Regions from separate parts of the Mus musculus genome. Here region 2 is linked to region 1. Evidence: chromatin contacts called from public HiChIP or PLAC-seq data. All regions are on one chromosome and are shown on one strand. The core of a region is the stretch at or near the end of the contact, and the rest is flanking DNA. Distances in the headings are between cores, read along the strand shown.

Region 1 (2,700 bases), core at 55-2,554:
TTTGAAAATAGATTGAATTTTCCATACTTAAAAAAAAAAAATCACTCTAAAATTTCACTCTTTCATTTGATCTTTTTCCTGTATTAGACCATAAGCCTTGCCTGCTGAAAACCTACCTATCAATTTCAAAATCTTTTTATTCTAGTTTTTGAAATTTAAAAATCTCAAGAGATATTATAGAGACATTGGCATTTGATTAAAGCATTCTCTCAAATCAAGTTACAAGTTAACCCCTGGGGGAAGAGAACATCTGGGGAGAGGAGTGCTAAGGAGGAGAGGGGCAGGCTGGGAAGAGGGAAGGGTATATGAGAGAAGAATAAATATTTAAAATTATCATTAAATAATGATAATGATAATAAATGTTAAAAAAAAAAGTTACCCTAAAATCAAGAAAAGGGGCATGATGTCACACAATTTTAATTTCAGAATTCAGGATTAAAGGTAACCGATCTCTGAGTTTAAGGTCAATCTGATCTCAATAGAATAAGTTCCAGGACATCCAGATCTGCGTAGAAAAACCTTGCTCAAAAAAAAAAAAAAAAAAAAAAAAGTCAACACAATCAATTTACTAAGTCCTTTAAAGAATCTTTTGAAAAGGCATACAACTTTAACCTTGAGAGACCTTCCTAAAAAGAAAGTGAGAGACCCTGAGTTCAACGTTTCAGTTCCCATGCCTGTAACCTCAGCATCTAGAGGGCAGAGGCAGGCAGATCCCAGAATGCCAAGCAGCCTAGCTGAAAAGGTGAGTAAGCTTCAGGTTCAGTGGGGGACCTTGAAAAACAGAGAGCAACACAGGTAAACACCTGACACCAGGATCTGTGTCCACAAATAAATAACAAAACATGAAAGAGTAGAGGGAGTCTGGCGAGCTGAAAACCACGTCAACCTGGAACCTCAGAATGTTGTCTTACTTACAAGCAGTTCTTTAAAATCTTTAAAATTAGTAGGGGCTGAAAAGATGGTTCTGTGGTTAAGAACACTGACTGCTCTTCCAGAGGTCCTGAGTTTCAATTCCCGGCAACCACATGGTGGCTCACAACCATCTGTAATGGAATCCAATGCCCTCTTCTGGTGTGTCTGAAGACAGCTACAGTGTACTCATATACATTAAATAAATAATTTTAAAAATAGAATTTAGAAAAGGCTCTCAAAATGGTATGATGCTAGAATGAGCACAGTTATCTAAGGACTTGCTCTCTTATGAGGAGCGCAGAAACAGGAGAGTAGCCATACGGTGGGGGCAGCAGCAGAGGGTGGAGTTATGCTAGGCCCGGAGAAACCAGGAATAACAGAGGCTAAGAGGTAAGGCACACATTCGCCACTGACCTTCAGAAGGAGCACAGCCCTTGAGACTCCCATTTTCCCTCCTCTGACCTTCGACTGTCCGAGAATAATTTTCTCTAGTTTTAAGCCCCCAACCTTTAGTACTGCTATTGCAGCCCTAGCAAGGTGATATGCTTATTGATGTAAGAAGTGCCCAGTGGGCTGGAGAGACAGCTCAGCAGTTAAGAGCACTGACTGAGTTCAATTCCCAGCAACCACATGGTGGCTCACAGCCATCTGCAATGAGATCTGGCGCCCTCTTCTAGTGTGTCTGAAGACAGCAACAGTGTACTCACATATAATAAATAAATAAATCTTTAAGAAAATAGAAATAAATAAAAAATAAACACTGGCCAGCACTCTGGAGGAGTAGGCAGGAGAATTGGGAGATCAGGCCAGACCAAGCTATAGGACTCAAGGGTGATAGATAGATGGCTCAGCAGTTCAGAACACAAACTTCTCCTCCACAGGACCACCACCAACAGGAGGCATACAACCCTCTGTTACCCCAGCTTCAGCTGGCTCCAACACCTTTGACCTCCACACCCGCCTTCAATCAAAAGCATATATATAAACACACACAAACATAATTTTAAAAATAAGCTTTAAAAACAGGAGTTGAATAAAAAAGGCTTTCTATACTGGATTATATACTTCCAAGGTTTCAAAAATACAGTATTCGGGGCCTGGTGAGATGGCTCAGTAGGTAAGAGCATCCGACTGCTCTTCCAAAGGTCCGAAGTTCAAATCCCAGCAACCACATGGTGGCTCACAACCATCTGTAATGAGATCTGACTCCCTCTTCTGGAGTGTTTGAAGACAGCTACAGTGTACTTACATATAATAAAAATAAAAATAAATTAAAAAACAAATAACATTTATTCTGATGGAGTTAGGAATTTTGGGAGTGGGTGTGGGTGGGTATGGGGGACTTTTGGTATAGCATTGGAAATGTAAATGAGCTAAATACCTAATAAAAATTTTTTAAAAAATGCAAAAAAAAAAAAAATACAGTATTCACGAGGACAGGGACACAAATGTTCATCTTAAGTAAACACACACAACATGCCTTTGTATGATTCTTCCCTGGGAGTTGTTCAGCTCAGAGGACTTCCCATGACTAGCGGATGCTCCTATGGGATTTTGCTATCGAAGTTAAGTTGCATCCTGCGCAGCCTATCACGAGTCAGCTTTCACGGCCCCTTCTCCATGCTCTAAGTACTTCTTATTAGCTGGAAAAGTCACACAGCTAAAAGTACTGGAACTGAGTTTCTTAAGGTACATTGTTCAAACATAAAGTATACTGTACTTAAATATGGTATTTCTTGGTGATGGCTTGAATGTTTGGTTCTTGGTGGACGATGTGGGAAGGATTAG
Region 2 (2,700 bases), core at 13-2,512, 2.0 Mb before region 1:
TGTTACGATACCCAGCTTTGAGGGAGATGCTGGGGATCAATCTTGGGGCCACAGAACTGCCTGAGTGGAGGGCACTTTTCCAACAGAGTGCCTCAATTCTGTTATCTTGAAACAAGGCATTATTCTGTAACCCAGAATGGCTTGTATTTCACCATGGAGCCAAGGCTGGCCTAAAGCTCGCAGTAATCCTCCTGCCCCTGCTCCATGCTGGGATTACAGGCATAAACCACCACATTCGAGAGCTTAAAACAGTTCAACATTTACAAAGCAAACTGTAGATGTTGTGAAATAATGCAGCCCCCAGTGCAAGGCACCACACTCGGGTTTCAAAGGAGTACGACACAAATACAAAGTGAAACTGTAGCCTTATTTACTTAGGCAGGGACAGAACCTGATCACAGGCCGTTTGTTGAAGGTCACAGGTTAATTTTTAAGGGTTTATATACACATGCAGAAGATGCACACAGAATCACTCGATAATTTCAGAAGTTTCACGTTGATTCTTTTGAAACTCTCCTATGTTCTTCAGCAAACAAGTGGGGAAGCCCTCCACACTCTAACTCACAGCTGCTGCTTTAATCAATGCCCTTGCAGGTCAAGGTCACGCACCCCAGCTCCACTCCTAACAGCTGGTGTTTACACAGTGACCTCTGGTGCCCTTTATCCCTCACTCTTCCCTGACATCTGGCTTCTAAGTTCACCGTTCTACTGAAGGGACTCACCGGCCCCATGTTTGATCCAAGGGCCCCTTCCGATTTATCATCCAAACACCTTCAAACTCCCTCCTCTCTTGGGTTCTACCACACTGAACTTTCTGGGCCACTCTTAGTCCTCAGGCTAGACCTTCCTTCAGTAGTGCTGTAGACAGGAGCGCTTCCGTGCGTCCCAATTCCCTTTCCCGAAGATACACTGGCCTTCAGAATTTAAGCACTTCCAATCACATACACCTTTGTGATTCCCAGAGGGACATTCCCCAGCTACGCCCATGTCTCTGGATGCCCGAATGACCTTTTCAACCTCACTGCCTACAGATCAGAGTATTAAAGATGAAACTGTCCTTTCCCAACCAACTGGTTCCTATCTTTTGTATCTCTGTGGACAGCCTCTCACCCCTACCCCTCAGCCAACCAAAGGGACAGACACTGTTGGGAGACACAAGCACCTGGTCCCCAACTCAGATTCTGCTGCTCCCGTCCCTTCCTGTCTGAACTCAGCTGTCCTCGGTTATATTTACAGTGTCTTGCTCAACTGCCCCAGAGTCTCCTTATTTATCCAGCTGCTTCCGGCCCCCCTTATCTGATGTTGCTCCACAGACTGTCCACCTGTAATAAACACTGGATGGTTTCTGGACTTCATTTTACTGACTCTGATGACCCGGGGGCCCCTGCTCACTCTGCCAGAATTTTACATCTCTCTGTTAGAGGAGTTGTACTTAATAGACACATGATTTTTCAGCCCAGCTTTCTAGAGCGGGTCTCAGATTTCTTTAATCCACAGTTCTGGGGTGGTCACTTTGGAAGATAGCTACCTGGATTCAAAAAAACACTATGGGCATATACCAACCCTTACTCTTAAGCAATCTAGCCCATGTGAACCAAGGGTCTGTAAGAGTAAGCTTACAGGAGATGTTCTTCAGCGGGCTCCAGTCACTCCACTCTTTGTAACCGGAGAAATGAGGCGAGTCAATGTGCCATCGAATGCTCACCGAGTGAGTGGCACATTGCAAGGGCAGGTCTGAGGTCCAGTTCCAGTGCTGAACGGTATCTTTACCACTCAGCATTGTGTTGAGTAACACCTAAAAGCAAACACAAAATTATGCTTCCAAATAATGCTAATGTCCTGCCTTTCTCCAGGGTAAAGGGACAGAAAGGCCTCACGGAACATGTTAGATCAGCCACCGGGTGGGTAATGCTATAAAGGAAAATGATCCGCACCACTGTACAACGGTCTGTTTCTACACAGTGTAACGAGGAAGTGACACCAACACGATCATTACCTGGCTATGTGCCCTTGTCAGCATTTGGTCCTATGGGATTGCCTTCCATCCCCTTACAGGGGTTGATACTCATCAAAGCAGTCAATAAAACAACGAAGAGGATACACTGCTATAGAAATGATTTCCATACTCTCATGGAGAAAAAAACCAGGGGATCCATATCTTAAAGAAGTAAAGCAAAGAGAAGGAGCAGACAGAAAGAAAACAGAGCAAGGGCAGATGGGAAACAGGGGGTCAGGGGGGTCAAAGAAATCAAACAATGCCAGATTAGACTATAATGAGCCACTCGGGGTTCAGCAGTATGGATGAAGCTATGTCCACACAATTAAGGAACAGAGGATCCCCTTCAAAACCCCGGTAAAACTTTCCAATGTGTAAGCTGCATCTAGTTAAACTAGCAACCCTGCCCAAGGCACGCTGTGCCCTGCTCCCGACGCTGGCCTCTCACGCTTCCAGAAGTAAGAGAGGAAGCTTCTACTTGCCGCCATCTTCTGGGCGGGAGCAGGCTGGTTAAGCTTCTGATAGGTAAAGTTAGAATCTCTCAGCAATTTACCACTCTGCCATCCATGCCTATGGAGGAGGGTCAGCCTCAGGACCACACACAAAGGTAAACAGAAAAAAATACCTAATATAATGGATTCATTTGGCCTAGAGAGAAATTAGGATAAGAAGCTCCGTAAAAAGATGAGGTTGAAGCTAATATT

The links. HiChIP or PLAC-seq counts read pairs in DNA pulled down with a chosen protein or histone mark.
Region 2: an H3K27ac HiChIP or PLAC-seq map of embryonic stem cells shows a contact between it and region 1, with 6 times the contacts expected there. The contact joins two enhancer-like sites. A contact is called at or near these places in 3 of 39 promoter capture datasets (the C10 cell line, hippocampal neurons and stem cell-derived epiblast-like cells) and 1 of 115 datasets of contacts at active chromatin or transcription factors (embryonic stem cells).

What each region holds. Positions count from the first base shown.
Region 1 is chr15:5,150,980-5,153,679 of GRCm38.p6, reverse strand. All of the region lies in intron 1 of Prkaa1 (protein kinase, AMP-activated, alpha 1 catalytic subunit), which reads right to left. Among named protein-coding and RNA genes, the nearest start is that of Prkaa1, 8.5 kb to the right of the region's middle. Within about 2 kb of position 1,304, at least 10 of the 459 cell types and tissues checked have an H3K27ac peak or open chromatin away from gene starts, as enhancers often do. A contact at or near this core is called in embryonic stem cells, where this site is marked.
Region 2 is chr15:7,165,978-7,168,677 of GRCm38.p6, reverse strand. Lifr (LIF receptor alpha) reads right to left here. Exons shown (of 20, transcript NM_001358593.1): 6 at 1,621-1,795. Among named protein-coding and RNA genes, the nearest start is that of Lifr, 38 kb to the right of the region's middle. Within about 2 kb of position 1,262, at least 15 of the 459 cell types and tissues checked have an H3K27ac peak or open chromatin away from gene starts, as enhancers often do. A contact at or near this core is called in embryonic stem cells, where this site is marked.